Regions from separate parts of the Sus scrofa genome. Here regions 2, 3 and 4 are each linked to region 1. Evidence: chromatin contacts called from public Hi-C and targeted proximity ligation data. All regions are on one chromosome and are shown on one strand. The core of a region is the stretch at or near the end of the contact, and the rest is flanking DNA. Distances in the headings are between cores, read along the strand shown. Region 1 has its middle 11 kb from the start of HPCAL1. Region 2 holds the start of RRM2 (ribonucleoside-diphosphate reductase subunit M2). Region 3 has its middle 25 kb from the start of RRM2. Region 4 has its middle 110 kb from the start of RRM2.

Region 1 (4,163 bases), core at 619-3,118:
GGGCGTTCCTCGTCCTCGCCCTGTCTTGTTCCCTGTCTTGTTCTTTCCCCAGAGGCTCGTTTATGTCCCATCCACTAACCTGTCTTCCTCCCCGGGGGAAGCAGCTCAACGCGCTCACCCCTGAAGATTCAAGCAGCAGTGACGGTGGATCTAGGATGAGCTGTACCCCTCAAGTGAGAGATCCTAGCTGGGGATCACATAGCTGGGGGTGTGTTCCCCGGGCGAGAGGGGAGATGGCACCATCTTGGTGAATGGACCCCCCCCCCAGTTTGACAACCCCCCCCCCCGCCAAGGCCCGCTACTCTGCTGCAGCTCTTCCTATTAGGGTAAATGGAACTTTCTAGAATAAAGTCTGAATTAAGGGATGTCCCTCCTTGGAGCTTCAAACTTGAGCAAGAGAGCATCTTGCCATCTTCAGCTCTGCTGTTCTTTCTCGTATCTCTGATACTGGAAGAGTCACAAAATATTAGAGCAAAAAGTTTCTAGAAGAAACCCATTCACGTATTCTTCTGTTCGTTCTCTCAGGCACTGAGCCACGCCCTTGGACACACAACCTCTATTTCACATATTTTTACCGAGCGCTAGTTGTGTGCCAGGCGCTGTTCCGGGCCCTGGGGGGGACGTGGTGAGCCATATGGCAATGTAATGCCAAGGAGTAGGAACTACCACCAGGGGGCAGAGTAAGGCAGATGCTGTTTGAGATGGGCTGGGAGGAGGAGGTGCCCCCAAGACTTGGGCAAAGACATGAACATCGAGGGAGTGGGCTTTGCTGATACCGAGGGGAGGGAAGGGCAGACCAGGTGGAGGGAACTGCAGTGCAAGGGCCTTGGGGCTCCAACATGTCAGTCGGTTCTCCCCCTGGCCTGAGGGAGGTATTCTCTCTCCTGCAGGAGCTCACAGTCTAGGGAGGAAAACACATAGGAAATGATGTGCTTGAAGCTGAGGTCATAAAAGAAACAGGCTAAAAATTGCTCCTGGGGAGTTCCTGCTGTGGCTCAGTGATATGAACCTGACTAGTATAGCTCTGATTAGACCCCTGGCCTGGGAACCTCTCTATGCCTTGGATGCGGCCCTTAAAAAAAAAAAAAAAAAAAAAAGCCTCTTGGAATGCAAAGGGAAGAGCAGTTGCAGGGGGTTGGGAAATGTATCCCTGAGCAGATGACGCTCGAGTTGGGCTTTGGTGGATGTGTAGGAGTTTGCTGGGCGGCTGAGGCGCGCAGCCACACCAATGAACTGGTGATTTCAGAGGCCCCAGGGGTGCCGGGAGAGCTAGCCACAGTTCCTCTTCCTGTTGCAGTCGTGGTTTCTGCAAAGGAAAGAAGATCCTCTTGGGGGTCTTCCTGTTCTTTTCTCACCTCTTCCCCTCCCTCGGCCTCCTTCAGGGCGGGTCAGCTTTAGGAGAGGAAGGAGGGAGGGGACCCCTCTGCCTGGTTTGGTCGCTGCCTCTTTCCTTCCTTCTTCCTCTTTTTCCCTCCTCCCTCCCTCCTAACATCCTTTCTTTTATATGTACACACATAGATATATTTTTTGCCTTCTAGGGCCGAACCCATGGCACATGGAGGTTCCCAGGCGAGGGGTTGGATCGGAGCTATAGCTGCCGGCCTACGCCACAGCCACAGCAACGCGGGATCTGAGCTGCGTCTGCAACCTACATCGTGACTCACGGCAGTGCTGGATCCTTAACCCACTGATGGAGGTCAGGGATCGAACCTACGTCCTCACGGCTGCGAGTCGGATTCATTTCTGCTGCACCACAACAGGAACTCCTCTTTTATATATTTTTAAAGCTTTAGGGAGGCATGGGATTTTAAGCCGCTGGGGCGGGTCCAGAAGTCAGGAGGGCTTTCAGCTGGATTTCTCAACTCAAGTCCTTGGCCTGGAGCCCATCCAGCTGGTGAAGCTGTGATGCAACAGATTTTCAGGAAGCCTCTGGAAACAGGCTCTCGGAGGCTTCTGGGCTGAATTTGGATCTAGGCACACCCTGTAACTGTAGGCTCTAGAGGTGTTACTAACGCCGCTTTCCCCAGCTCTCACTTGGGGTTTTTTGTTCTCCTGCAAAAGAGGAGGAGGTGACTCCTTTCTGCAGCCCCTGCCCTTGGCCTTACACCTTAACGAGGACCAGACCTGGGTCTTCGCTGCAGCTGGCTGCTTAAGGGCACCAAGGAGTGAAATAAACACAGGCCACCTCTCCCAGCTGGGTCACCGTTAGCAGTAAGCCTGTGACCAGGGAACTGACGAACTTGAAGAGTCCCTGTTTGGTGGCCCCAAATCCATGCCTCAAGGATCCATCCAGTGCTGGGCAGCCCCTAGAAATACAACTCGAGCCACTTAATCAGTACTTTTAACTCTTCCAGTAGCTACATTAAAAAAGTAAAAAGAAGAGTTCCTGTTGTGTCTCAGCAGGTTACAAACCCGACTAGTATCCATGAGGATGTGGGTTTGATCCCTAGCCTCACTCAGTGGGTTAAGGATCCGGCATTGCCATGAGCTGTGGTGTAGGTTGCAGATGCATCTTGGATCTGCTGTGGCTGTGGCTGTGGTATAGGCCGGCAGCTCCAGCTCTGATTCGACCCCTAGCCTAGGAACTTCCACATGCTGCAAATGCAGCCCTGAAAGGGAAAAAAGAAAAAAAAAAAAGGTAAAAAGAAACAGGTGAGATTAATGTTACCAATATGATTAATTTAACCCACTATATCTCAAGTTGTATCATTTTTCATTTCACATGTAATCAGGGCAGAAAATTTCTTAATGAAATATTTTATATTAATTTTTTCATATTGAGTCATCAAAATCCAATGTGGGGAGTTCCTACTGTGGTGCGGCAGGTTAAGGATCCTGCATTGCTGCAGCTATGGCATAGGTCACAGCTGAGGCTCAGATTCAGTCCCTGGCCCCGGAACTTTCATGTGACGTGGGTGAGGCCAAAAAAAAAAAAAAAAAAAAAAAAAATCCGACGTGAATTTTACTCCTAGAGCACATAGACAAATTCAGGTCGGCCACATCTCAACAGCCACATGTGGCTGGTTACTGTACTGGACAAATCTAGCTTATAGATGGGAAAACCAAGGCACCTGCAGGGCGGAGGGGGCGTGGCAGGGGCGGGGTCTGGAAGCTGGGAGGCGGGGTCTCCAGCTCAGGTCTTCGGTGAGCCTGCCCGACGCCGCCCTCTAGCGGCCAGCCACCCGCACTGCAGCCTGAGCCGCCCCAGGTCAAGCTACCCTCTGCATCGGCTCCTGGCAGCTGTCACAGACTTCCTGGGACAGAACCCGCCCCTCCTTAGAGCAGCTGCACTAGAAGCCAAGACTGCAGGTGGCTTGCGTGCAACCTGCTTTCTTGGAGGAAAGAAAGACACAAATGCAGTCAGCATCTTTTCTCTTTAAGACCGAGGTTCAGTTCCAGGAGGCGCGTCTGTCCGTGGGTCATCAGGACAAAGACCCAGGGCTGGTGCTGCCTGCGAAACAACACAAACTGCCTGTTTCCCCCACCCCACGTCCTGTCTGCCCCAGACAGAACAAGCCCTCCAGTCTCTCGAAGGGCAAATTCACGGCGGCCGCCCCTCCAGCCGCATCTCAAGCTTTGCCCTTTTGTAAGGAGTTGGTTTCGGCCACTTCCCCATCCTCTTCCCTCTGAGTGTTTCTAAGTCTGGTTGGCCCAGCAAGCTTTGGAGACCCGTCTTGCCGAAAGCGTTTTAGAGCAACGGGATGAAATGTCTACCCACGCCGGCAGCTGGCGTTGAGCTGTGATTAATGGGCCATTCGAGCCCTTGGTTCCAGAAGCCTCGCCGGGCAGCTGATAGAATGACGCCATTAAAAAGGCTTTAATTTGCAGGCAGTACAGACTTGGGGTTAAATATTTTCATAGGGCTCCCCGGCTACATGTTTACTTTTTTTTTTCCTTTATAATTTAGCACATTAAGAGCAATAACTGAGTAACGGGGAAGCAGAGAGGTGGGTATTCGTGCTATATTAACTCCCTCCCCCTTTTTCCATTACTGTGAATTAAAATGTCATCTTCGATGCTCTCAGAAGGCTGTCACTTTTCTGATCCAACCCCTGCTTGGTTGCGAAGCTTTTTCAGCCCAGGAAGAGATGGCTCCGGCCCTGAATCAATTGCCCTCGCCTGGCACATCTGTCCTTCACCCCATCTTTTAGTGGAGATGAAAG
Region 2 (4,163 bases), core at 1,064-3,563, 250 kb before region 1:
CACTTGCATGAGGTACTTATATTCATATAGACAGGAAGCAGAATGGTGGTCATGAGATTGATGGGAGGGCGTAATGGGGAGTTAGGGTTTCATGGGGACAGTTTCAGTTTAGGATAAAAAGTTCTGGAGATGATGGTGGTGATGTTTGCATAACACTGTCACTGTGCTTAATGCCACTGAAGGGCACACTTGAAAAATGGTTCAAATGGGAGTTCCCGTCGTGGCGCAGTGGTTAACAAATCTGACTAGGAACCATGAGGTTGCGGGTTCAGTCCCTGCCCTTGCTCAGTGTGTTAAGGATCCAGCATTGCCGTGAGCTGTGGTGTAGGTTGCAGACATGGCTCGGATCCTGTGTTGCTGTGGCTCTGGCGTAGGCCGGAGGCTACAGCTCCAATTTGACCCCTAGCCTGGGAACCTCCATATGCTTCGGGAGCGGCCCAAGAAACAGCAAAAAGACAAAAAAAAAAAAGGTTCAAATGGTAAATTTTAGCTTATGTATTTTTTTTAGCTTATGTATATTTTAACCACATGCAAAAAATATAAGCCCAATGTAATAAAACCTTTAGATCCAACTTCTAGTTTACAGTAAATACAGTGATCAGAAAGACAAGTTAAATGACACTCTGAAGACACATCAGGCAAATGTAGAACGTGAGACAGTCCACAAGAAAAGTGGCCTGAACATCACACAGCCAATATCATGGGCTAAAAACAAAGTACGGTTGTTCAAATTCAAGAGACTAATGGAGTTCCCGTTGTGGCTCAGTGGTAAGGAACCCAACTAGTGTCCATGAGGATGCAGGTTCGGTCCCTGGCCTCGCTCAGTGGGTTAAGGATCTGGTGTTACTGTGAGCTGTGGTATAGGTCGTAGATGTGGCTCAGATCCCGTGTTGCTGTGGCTGTGGTGTAGACTGGCAGCTGCAGCTCTGATTTGAACCCTAGCCTGGGAACTTCCATATGCCTTGAATACAGCCCTAAAAAGCAAAAAACAAAAACAAAAACAAAAAAGCGACAGACGGGGGGGGGGGCCTAAGAACAACTATACAAACAACCACTGTCTTGATGCCACTGCATGTAACTGACTTTGTTGTCACGTCCACCACTCTGCAGATTAAAAAAAAAAAAAAAATCAAAGAACAAAAAATAAAGCTCATTTGATATGATTTTAAAGAGACTAAAAAGATACAGTGGACAAATGTAATGCATGTGCTAAACAGGATCCTGAATAAAAAGTGAATGAATTAAAAGACACATTTGAAACGACTGGGGAAAATTTGCTTATGGACTAGAAGCTATTAGGTGATGTTAGAGAATTAATGCTGGTTTTCTTAGGTCTGAATATGATGTTGTGGTTACGTTAGTGGATGTTTTTATTTTTAAGAGTTATATGCCGCAACATGCTGAAATATCTGGGGATGAAGTGTCCTTTCTACAACCCACTTTCAAATGATCCAGAAAAAACTAAAGCCTCCCACGTCCAGAAAGAGAAAGCAATAAGGCAAAATGGAAACAACCACTGAATCCCAGGTGGTGGGTGAAGACTGTAGGATTCTTTTGTTTTTCTGTTTGTTGAAAACTTTATTTATTTATTTTTTTGCTTTTGCTTTTTAGGGTTGCACCTGTAGCATATGGAGTTTCCCCGGCTAGGGGTCAAATCAGATCTCCAGCTGCTGGCCTGCCCCACAGACACAGCAATGCCAGACCCCAGCGGTGTCTGTGATCTACACGGCAACGCTGGATCCTTAACGCATTGAGCAAGGTCAGGGATGGAACCCACATCCTCATGGATACTAGTCGTTACTGCTGAGTCACAAGGGGAACTCCGAAAACATTATTAACAAAAATTGGGAGAGGAAAGTTCTAGCTGGGCAGTTTTAGGAACCGTATAACCTTGGACATTCTCCTTGCCTCTCAGACCTTGATCTCAAGAGAACCTCACACTGTCCTTTGCATTTTAAGTGTTAATCACGTGGTCCAGGGGCCCAGGGGCTGTGGAGTTACCGACGTCAGTGTCATTACCAGCGCGGTGTCCCGTATATAGGTGATGAGTGCTGGGGTAGGGTGAGGCGCCTCTTAAGAGGCCACCAAACCCGCCCGCCCTAGATGCTAAAAGTACAACTTCTCCCCGCGCGACCGCAGGACCGGAAGCGGGGGCGGGGCTTACGGTGGCCTGGCGTGGGATCCCGAAGGCTCGAATGAGCGCCTCCTCTCGGAGGTTGGGGGCGGAGTCTCTGTCCTACTGGCCAATCGTGGAGCAGCTGTCAAACAGGCGCAGAGGGAAGCCAGGAAGATTCCTGGTCAGATTCCAGCGCCCGGCCCTAGGCAGCAGCGGAGGGCGCTCTCTCTTCCGGGGAATGGGCCGCCACGTCCCGCCCGGCCTTTTCCTCTCCGGGACCCAGGCGAGAGAGGAGGCCCTGCCTACCAGAAGCCAGGCCCCGCTGCCTCCTCCCGGCTTGACCTCCCCGCAGAGTCACGTAGCCTTCTGCCCCTGCTTCCTCCTTTGTAAAGCGAGAGCGGTAAAAACCCGACCTGGGGGGGAGGGGATGGGACCTCCCAAATGACTCAGAGGTGGGAGGAGGTGAAGGAGAGGATGGCGACTTTTCCCCCTGCCTCGTGGCAGTTCAACCGAAAAAGAAGTCACGGTTTCTGGCTAGTTCACCGAGTTATACTTTATGGTTCCTGTACACACGGAATATAACAGGAGCTAAAAAGCACATGGTGCCTGGAACAGCAACCCAAAGGAGGACTTCAGGTATTAATTACCCGACATTGAGGATTAGAGAAGGACAGAGAATCACTGATAATTGCGATCGTTTTATGGTGGCTGATAAAACCATCACACCTCTATCAATAAAAATATCCATTTTCTGAAAGTGCATGCTGAAGTAAGGGGAAATCGACAATGTCTGTGAGCTGCTTTAAAACAGATAGACCAGAGTCTTAGTTGTTTTGTCTAAGAGATGCGAAGCTCTTTTTTTTTGCTTTTTAGGGCCGTACCCGTGGCATATGGAGGGTCCCAGGCCAGGGGTCTAATTGGAGCTGCTGCAGCTGCCGGCCGACACCACAGCCACAGCAACGCAGGATCCAAGCCACGTCTGGGGACCTACACCACAGCTCATCGCAGCGCCAGATCCTTACCCTACTGAGCGAGGCCAGGGATCGAACCCGTGTCCTTATGGATACTAGTCGGGTTCGTTACCAGGGAGCCACGATGGGAACTCCTTAACACTGCTTCCTCTGCAATCATTTCTTGAATTTTGCCACATTCAGGGCAAAATCTATGGCAAATCTGAAAGATCATGTACAAAGTAAAATGGACACTTTTACTTAGTTCGAATCCCCCCCTCCCCCATGGAGGTTTTCAACCCCCTCTCCAGGATCTTGGATGCCCAATAAGCAGTACATGAATTTCTAGTTCTTCAAGCACACACTGGACTCTTTCCCAGGAGGTTTTGCTTAGTTTGCCATTTTTAAAACAATATTGACACAGAGGACAGTGGTCTGAAAGCAGACACGATTTCAGCGGGAAACTGCACCAAAGGCCCTTCCTGTTAATGTGAAGGTTTCCAAAGAGCTTCCCATTTTACATGAATGGTCTCACTTAATCCTCTCATTTTCTTAGGAATCCCACAGGTTAGGTAGAGCTACCAGCGCACCAATTCTTTAAGTCGGGTGACCTGTCCTAGTGACACAGCAACTGCACCCCGGGACTCTGAAGCCAGCGGCCCTAAATGCTAGGCGCCACGGTCCCCGCTGAGCACCCCACACCTCAGGGACCTTGTACCCCTCCCCCAAGTACACGTATGTAAATCGTCGCAGCCATGGCGCTTCCCTCGCTGCCGGGGCCGTTTTACTGGCCTTTGCACCAACCTCATTTGCAAAACCTCTCGCCCAGAACCGCGAAACCGGTCCGAGAGACGTTTTCGGAGAGGTGGGGCTCTGTGGGGTGGGGTGTCAGCTCCCGCTCTCCGGCGCCTGGCGGGCTCCAATCGCGTTGTTTCATTCAATCCCAAACCGTCCGGCCCCAGCGAGTGCCCGCGCGCGCCAGGCCACCGAGACGCGCAGGGGCTGCAGCCTTTGTCCAGTGGGGCCCTCGGGGAGCCGGGCAGTGGCTCCCCCTGCCCACCCGGCGGCCCCCGGAGGCCTGGGAGGGGTCGGTCCCG
Region 3 (4,163 bases), core at 894-3,393, 220 kb before region 1:
CTCTTTTGCTTTTTAGAGCCGCACCTGTGGCATATGGAGGTTCCCAGGCTAAGGGCTGAATTGGAGCTACCGCTGCCGGCCTGCACCACGGCCACAGCCATGCGGGGTCCAAGCCGCTTCTGCAACCTACACCACAGCTCACAGCAACGCTGGATCCTTAACCCACCAGGCGAGGCCAGGAATCGAACCCTCATCCTTGAGGACACTATGTCAGGTTCTTAACCCACTGAGCCACAACAGGAACTCCTGGATGTAAGCTTTCATTCCTCTCGGGCAGACAACCCACATGCAGACTGGCTGGTGCTGTGGTAGGTATGCGGGTAACTTTGAAGAAACTGCCAAACTCTTCCCCAAAGGCACTGTCCCTTTTACCTGCCCGCGAGCACGTGAAAGCCATGTGAGAGCTCTTGGTTGCTCACATCCTCGAATGGCCAGTCTTCCGGATTTTAGCCTCCTAAGTGGGGGTCACATGCATCCCCCATAGTTTTCTTTCCCTTTTTTTTAGGGCCGCACCCACGGCATCTGGGTGTTCCCAGGCTAGGGGTCCAACCAGAGCTGCAGCTACTAGTCTACACCACAGCCACAGCAACGCCAGATCTGAGCCGCATCTGTGACCTACACTGCAGCTCACGGCAATGCCAGATCCTTAACCCACTGAGCAAGGCCAGGGATCGAACCCAAGTCCTCATGGATCCTATTCAGGTTCTTTACCGCTGAGCCACGATGGGAACTCCCCCCTTAGAGTCTTACTATACATTTCTCTAATGACCCATGACCTTGTGCGTCTTTGCTAATTGTCTTTTCAAACTCCATCTTATTAAGTTGTAAGTGTCCTTTATATGTTCTAGACATCAGTCTTTTCTGGAAATATGATTCGTGACTATTTTCTCCAGTCTCTGCCTTCCCTTTTCATTTTCTTCAGTGTCTTGAAAATCAAAGTGTTTTTTTTTTTTAATTTTAATTGTTTTATTTTTAGGGCCGCACCACAGCATGTGGAAGTTGCAGACACAGGGGTTGAATCAAAGCTGCAGCTGCCATGCCACAGCCTCAGCCATGCAGGATCTGAGCCGCGTCTGCAACCTACACCACTGCTCACGGCAACGCCAGATCCTTAACCCACTGAGTGAGGCCAGGGATCGAACTGCATCCTCAGATACTAGTCAGGTTCTTAACCTGCTGAGCCACAACGGGAACTCCTTGGTTTTTAATTTGAGTGAAGTTGAACTTCTTCCTTTCTTTCTGCCTTTTTTGTGTTTTTTGTGTCTTGTTTAAGAAATTCTTCCCAACGCCCAAGATCATGAGTATTTTCTCCTATATTTTCTTCTAGAAGCTTAGTAGCTTTAGATTTTATTGGGGGGGCTGCACCTACGGCCTGTGCGAGTTCTCACACTAGGGATCAAACTCGCCATAGCAGTGACCAGAGCTGCTATAGTGACAACGCCAGGTCCTTAACCCACTGCACCACAGGGGAACTCCAGCTTTAGCTTTTATATTTAGGCCCATGATTTACTTTTTAGTTATTTTTTTGTGTAGGATGTAGGTGGGGGTCGTGGCTTTTGCTCCTGGCTATCTTTGAGGTAGTTTCTTTTCTTTTTTTCTTTGTCTTTTGTCTTTTCAGGGTCACACCTGTGGCATATGGAAGTGCCCAGGCTAGGGCTCAAATTAGAGCTACACCTGCCGGCCTACACCATAACCACAGCAAGGCCAGATCCAAGCTGTGTCTGCGACCTACACCACAGCCCATGGCAACGCCGGATCCTTAACCCAATGACGAGGCCAGGGATCGAACTCAAGTCCTTATGGATACTAGTCGGGTTCCTTAACCACTGAGCCATGATGGGAAATCCTGAGGCAGTTTCTGGAAGGAAACATGGGCTATGCCAGTTCCTCTTCTGTGTTCAGGCTGCAAGGCTCATGCCAGTGGGGTATCTTTAGTTGGCGTGTTTAAATTCTCCAATGGGGTGGAGTCTCGCGAAGATAAGATAAGTTACAGAGAAATCAATAAGCTAAATATTTGGCACATCTGTGTGTGTTAAATTTCAACCCGGCTTCCGGGGCAGAGTTTTCTCCTCCCTGTGTCTTTATTCTGCAGGCAGAAGGATCCCCCCCCATCCTGCCAGTGAGTCAGCTCAGAGGGGTGGGGTGGACCCGGGCCTTCTTACCCCGAGCTCCGTTTGTCCTTCCTGCCACGCCTGGGACTCCTTACCGTCGAGTGAGGGGCTGGGCAGAAGGCCTGGTCTCCTGCGCCACACTGGCAGCCCAGTTCTAGAGATTTCCTCCACTTTTTCAGACCCCCTGCCCTCTTCTATTTCAGGCTGAGGTGTTTCCTTTCTGCCTCAACACCCCTGATTTTCATTTGACTGGCAGCAGCCCCAGAGCAGGGCGCTGCGAGCCATTGGCCCGCCCTGGGGGACACCTGCTCTCTTTACTGTCCCTCCAGCCCGTGGGACCTCCTGCAGGACCCTGCAGAATTCTCAGAGTCAGTCCCCCAGCTGGGGGAGTGATGCTGAGCCAGGGCAAGGGACCCCCCCGTGCCCCCTGGGAGGTGTCATTATGCCGTCAATTCTCACTGGTTCTGCTTTAAGGAGAAGGGGGCTGTGGCCCAGAGAGGCTGTGCAACTTGTGCAAAGTCACACAGGTCGTCTCCTAAACCAGATCATCTGCATCCAAAGAATCCATCCCAAAGGGCCGGGGATCGCCTGGGTCTGTAGGGAGATCCCGGGAGCCACCCCAGCGCCTAGACCTTGGAAATACAGCGGCTCTCGAAGCTCAATTTCAAGTCAGTCTATTTTGTAGCAGAGACATGTGCAGTCCGCTTAGAGGGGGGACAGCTGCCAGGCCTGTGAGACCTACGGGAAGCTGGGTGAAGGCTCTGGGCAAAGAAAGGGGCACACTGGGTGGTCCTTGATGGTGGGAGGGGCACGGTCCAGCCGAGTTTCCTCTGGAATGAGGGGCATTCGAATCATCCCTGCAGGGCTGAGGACACCCCGCCCCCCCGGTCTATTTGCCGCCTGGAAGTGCTCACCTGCAGGAGGAGAGAAGGGAGGTAGAGAGGCCCGCCCCTCCCTTCATTCAGTAACCAGTTCCAGAGCCTTCCCTAAGTGGGAGGGGAGGGAGCACTCTGGATTCTGGAGCAGACTTCCGAGCCCACAGCCCCAGGGGGAGGGGCTGCAATGGAAGAGAAGTGAAAGGGCAGTGATCTTGGCCCCAGGGATAGGAGGTGGGGCCTGAGCTTCAGCTTGGAGGACTAGGAAGCCTCCACCATTGCAGGGAGCAAGAGACGAGAGCTGCACAGGGGCCCGGCGAGGTCCCCTGGGATCACCTGGCCCTGTGACCCTGTCCAGAGAGAGGACTGGGAAGACTGCGTCTCTAGGAGAAAGTAGCCCAGTCCTTGTCACACCTCAGTTGTTCATTGTCAATAAAAGATGTGGCTTCAGGTTTATACATCAGCCACTTGAGCCTGGCTAATGTGAGTCTTCCCTGCAAGCTGATCTGTGCTCTGCTTCTGGCACAGCAGTGAGGTCTCTGAGCTGGGTCAGCCGAGGAATAAAGGCTGCCTTAGGAGGTTCTTGGAGGACAGCTAGCCAGTGTCAGCCACCAGCAACATAGCAAGCAAGAAGTCACATTTGGTTCAAGCACAAAGATTGTGAACCCCCGTGGTGAGAAGCCAGATGAATTCTTTTCAGCCCAGGCTTCCCCCCAGCTTTTCTCCAGCCTTTGCAGCCTAGGCTGGGACTGGGCTCATGGCGTGAGCTGGAGAGAGCCTCACGTTACCTGTCCCTGCTGGGGGCGGAAAGAAGAGCTGCTGGGGGCTGCGTCATTTCTTCCTTCCTGGGCTACTGTTCCACCACTTTTCGAGCACCGCCATGCTGTGTGCTGTATCGTCTGAGCCCTGCGAGGGAAGAGAGATGAATCCCACCCAATTCTTGCCCTTGAGGTCCTTGGGGTTGGGAGGGGCTGAGGGACCCTGAGAACCAGCTCCTCGCGTGACAGGCAGAGAGCGTCGGCTCTGCCCTGGACTCACCTGTCCACCTGCTGTCTTTGGATTTCCTCACTCCAGAGGGCGGTCACTGCAGGAAGATTTCCATAAATTCCATAAATTTGATATTCAGTCTGTTCTGAAACGAGGTTCTGGGTTACATTATTTCTGGAGGTTTTGACAG
Region 4 (4,163 bases), core at 1,023-3,522, 130 kb before region 1:
AATGGACAGGATGGAGCGAGAGGGCGGATGGTGGGGGTCGGGGAAGCCCTCCTGAGAAGGTGGCATCCGGAACACAGAAGGAAAGCGTGGACAGGGCTGCAGGGAGCCTGTCGTCTGTACTCGAGTCCCAGGGGAGGCGGTCCTGACAGCCCTCGGGGCCTCCCTCCCAGATGTCAGCCCAGCCTCTGCTTTCTGGGCCCTGTCCAGGCTCAGCAGAGCCTTGGCAGAGTCCCTGAGCCCTGATGAGCGTTTGACCAGGCTCTGCCCAGTGTCCCCTCCTGGGCAGGGCGGTGCTGCCCCACAGGGTGGGGTGTGGGCTTGGAATGGCCTCTAGACACCCCCGCACCCCCTGTCTTGGCCAGGTTGACGCTGTGGCTTCCAGGATGGCTTTCCTCTCCCTTAACGGGCAGGGCCGCTGCCAAGCGCAATGGGATGAGTCACAGCTGGGCCATGGGGAGCCGGGCATCCACCAGCCACCTGCCAACAGCCCTAATGCCAGCTGCGCTGGGACACTGAACAGACGCGGGGAGGAGCTGTGGGGAACTGCCTGGGTTTTCTCAAAAACTTCTCCAGCAGGGAGGTCTCTGCTGGGCTGTGTGTGCAGGCGTGCGGTGTATATACATGTGTGTATGATGCAGTGCGTTACGTGATATGTGTTTGGTGTGTGCGGCGAGGGTTTGTGAGCACCTGCTGGTGGGTGCTTTGCCTGTGTGACCATGGAGCTGGTAAACACACCCAGAGCTGCCGGCCTGCAGAGCCCAGGGGTGGAATGGGGGTCCGAGCTGGTGGGAGAGGCTGGGAATGCGCTCTGGGGTCTGCAGGCTCTGAGCCCCGCTCCTGACCTCTGTCCTCTGCCCTCTGCCCCCCAGCCCCCTCACATTCATCCCCTGGCGGGAGAGAGTGTTGGGGACAGCCTGTGGCTGGGAACGATGGTAAGAACCCCAGGGGATTAACCACGCTGGTGAACTCCTGATGAGCTGCACACATGGTGGTGTCAGCATGGCTCCCCAGCCCCAGCTGCCACATTCGCTTAGACTCTCCGGTCCCCCCATGATGACAGCCACCTGCCAGTGGGTGCCTTTCAGCATCCAGCCTATCCCTTTTCTTGGTGTCACGTGGATCTGTCTCCCCTTGGGCAGATTTCCATCGTGGAGCAAAGACCCCAAGCAGTACCGTGTTCTTTCTAGAGTTTTGTTTGCTTGCTTATTTCCCTTTTGCAGCTGCCCTCACGCCCAGCATGTGGCCAGGGATGGAGCCGGAGCTGCAACCTCCGCCACAGCTGCAGCAACACGGGCTCCTTAAACCACTGTGCCAGCCTGGGGATCGAACCGTTGCCACCCCAGAGATAAGCCAGACCATTAACCTGCTACGCCGCAGCGGGAACTCCTCTTCGTAGAGTTTTACTTGTATGATCATGTGCAGCATTTGATGGCAGATGGACTGTGCCAGGCTGAGACCCACAAAACCAAGAGCAGACCCTCCTGGGTCCCTTGGCAGCCCTTGGCTTCTCGGAGCTGGGACATTGACTTAGGAGCAGAACCGGCACCCCACCTCCCCAGCCGCCTTCCAAGAGCAGGAGGATCAGGTGAAGACGTAACACAAAGGAGGTTTGCAAACTGCAGCTCAACGAGAAACAGGCCTCATCGTATCGGAGTCTGTTAAATCAGACGGTATTAAAGTTAACTAAATGGTGTTTATTCGAGCCGTAAGGATTCACAGAATGTCTACTCCATGTGTGTTTTGCGCTGACCCATCAGCCAGCCATCCTGGTTTGCCCGGGACAGTCCCAGGCAAACTGGGACCGCTGGTCACTCTGGACAAGGCTGAGATCTCCCTCCGAGTGGAGTTTCCCCAGGACGGAAAGGTGAACGGGAAGAAAGTCGCCCTGGCCGCCACCACCAGCCCCTCTGTCAGCGACCCACATTCTCTTATCTATTTATTTACTCATTTGGCTTTTTAGGGCCACACCCGCGGCAGCCCATGGACGTTTCCAGGCGAGGGGTGGAATCGGAGTTGCGGTTGTCAGTCTACACCACAGCCATGGCATCGTGGGATCCCAGCCTTGTCTGTGACCTACACCACAGCTCACAGCACTCCCAGATCCTTGACCCACTGAGCGAGGCCAGGGATCAAAACTGCGTCCTCATGGATACCGGTCATGTTTGTTTCCGCTGCGCCGCAACAGGAACTCCCATTTCCTCTTTTTTCAATGTGGCTGGTGAGAGAAAGTCATCCTTCTGGACTTTGCCAGCCCTTTGCCACACTGTGTGAGCTCTGAAGGAAACAGGACTTCAGCTGCTAAGTTGGTCCGTAATTCCTGTTCCTTAAAGGGTCGCAGTAAACACATCTGTGTCCGACTTGAACCAGCTGGTCCTCCAAGGTCACACGCACCTGCAAGACAGCCAAGCTCGGCGGTGAACCCGCTCCCAGCCAGAGGCTTGCAGAACCCACCCACTGTGATCAGAGTTCACACTGGGCGAGTGAGGGGACGGATTTGCCTGGGACCCTGGAAACTCCTTGATGGACAAGAGCTCAACCATCTTTAGTCTGGGCGTGGAGGCAGGGCTGGACCTTGGGGGGCCCGGGATGGAGCCAATCACTGCTTCTGCTGGGACCTCTGTCTCAATCTCCTTTTGGGTCAACTTCGCTTCCTGGGTTCCTACTTTGAGGCTTGGGAGAAGCAGCTGGTGAAGAAAGAATCCAGCAGACAAACAGGTGCCCTAAGAATGGCCTCTCCCGGGCTCAGGTGCCTGCGCGCTGAAGTCTCAGAGCACGTGAGGCCCTTGCTGGGCCCATTGTGTCTGGGTGTGCGGGGAGGGGAAGCCCTTGCAGGGCTGTCTCCCGAGACCCTCCCAGCAGCACCCGTGAAGGAGTCACCACGAGCTCCGTTTTCTAGAGGAAACAGAGTCTCAGCCATCTTTCCACCTGCCCGCGGTGACAGCGTGGGCAACGAGAGAGCCAGCATCTGGACCAGCTCATTCCTGAGTCCAGAGGGCTTCTTGCCTGAGGCTGTCATTAAAGAGGCACCTGGGGTCAGAAGAGGGGCCAGGACCTCTGAGAATCAGCCCTGCCTCGGTTCACCCAGTTTGGGGCCACCACTGGAAAATGGAAGAGAACCTTCTGAGCCTCAGGGCACAGGCTCACTCTAGAAGGATGCTTGGTGCTCATTTTTCAGGGAGCGCCTTGACTGTCTGGCACCCAGGGGTGGGGCCCACAGTCTCGGGAGGGGTGTTATTAAAACTGTTACTGCTCTATTAGATGTCTCTCGGAACACAAAGAGCTTCCATCCGTGGAGAGAGCTGCAATTACAGCGGAACAAGTTATCGCCTCTTAAACAAACCTCCGTTGCGGCACAGCCCCACGCAATGCTTTCCCCATGGGTGAACCGCACCCTGCCTGGCGTTGCCCCTCCCCCACTCCTCCTTTCTTTTGCCATGTCCCCCCACCACCACCCCGGTCGCCTGTGGGCATTTTGATCGATATTGTAGTCAAGCCTCAGTGAACGGCACTGCGCTGAGCATGCAGGTTAGGGGCTTATTGATCAAAAACTACAGCCTAGTGGAAAGCAAATTGGACTGGGATGAGAATCAAGAGACCTATTGAGGCCTGGATTTTTCTAGAAAAATGCTCTTCCACCATCCATCATAGGATCCTGAGACTTTTCCGGTTAAATTGGATAATGCTGGACCATTCTTTCTCTCTGGACACTTCTTGTGGAAAATTTACAAACACCGATTGAGCACGAGCTCTGTGGCAGCCCCAGGCTATGCTCTGGGGACACGATGGTGAGTTAAACCAAGTCATTGCCATAACCAACCAGCACCTGCTGCATAGCACAGGGAACTCTACTCACTATCCGGTGATAAACCGTAATGGAAATGACTACCGCAAACACAACCCTGTAGACAAAACAGATAGTCAACAGGCACCTGCTCTGCAGCGCAGGCAACTCTACTCAATATCCCTTTTTTTGGTCTTTTTGTCTTTTTTTAGGGCTGTACCTGAGGCATATGGAGATTTCCAGGCTAGGGGTTCAATTGCAGTCATAGCCACCAGCCTACACCAGAGGCACAGCAATGCGGGATCCGAGCCACATCTGCAACCTACACCATAGCTCAGGGCAATGCCGGATCCTTAACCCACTTGAGCAAGGCCAGGGATCG

What was found. Hi-C and Micro-C count contacts between places; a contact is called where the count stands out from the background.
Region 2: a contact with region 1 is called in a targeted proximity ligation map of alveolar macrophages. A contact is called at or near these places in 2 of 5 promoter capture datasets (fetal liver and fetal skeletal muscle), 3 of 47 Hi-C or Micro-C datasets (liver, retroperitoneal adipose tissue and undifferentiated spermatogonia) and 2 of 2 datasets of targeted methods (alveolar macrophages and skeletal muscle).
Region 3: a Hi-C map of liver shows a contact between it and region 1, with 4 times the contacts expected there. A contact is called at or near these places in 1 of 5 promoter capture datasets (liver), 9 of 47 Hi-C or Micro-C datasets (embryonic fibroblasts, fetal liver, fetal skeletal muscle and 4 more) and 2 of 2 datasets of targeted methods (alveolar macrophages and skeletal muscle).
Region 4: a targeted proximity ligation map of alveolar macrophages shows a contact between it and region 1. A contact is called at or near these places in 6 of 47 Hi-C or Micro-C datasets (heart right ventricle, mesenteric adipose tissue, retroperitoneal adipose tissue and 2 more) and 2 of 2 datasets of targeted methods (alveolar macrophages and skeletal muscle).

The regions. Positions count from the first base shown.
Region 1 is chr3:126,119,771-126,123,933 of Sscrofa11.1, reverse strand. It overlaps a transcript of HPCAL1 not described here. Among named protein-coding and RNA genes, the nearest start is that of HPCAL1, 11 kb to the right of the region's middle.
Region 2 is chr3:126,365,295-126,369,457 of Sscrofa11.1, reverse strand. RRM2 (ribonucleoside-diphosphate reductase subunit M2) reads left to right here and starts at 2,313. Exons shown (of 11, transcript XM_021087850.1): 1 at 2,313-2,516.
Region 3 is chr3:126,339,986-126,344,148 of Sscrofa11.1, reverse strand. No RefSeq gene overlaps it. Among named protein-coding and RNA genes, the nearest start is that of RRM2, 25 kb to the left of the region's middle.
Region 4 is chr3:126,252,845-126,257,007 of Sscrofa11.1, reverse strand. No RefSeq gene overlaps it. Among named protein-coding and RNA genes, the nearest start is that of RRM2, 110 kb to the left of the region's middle.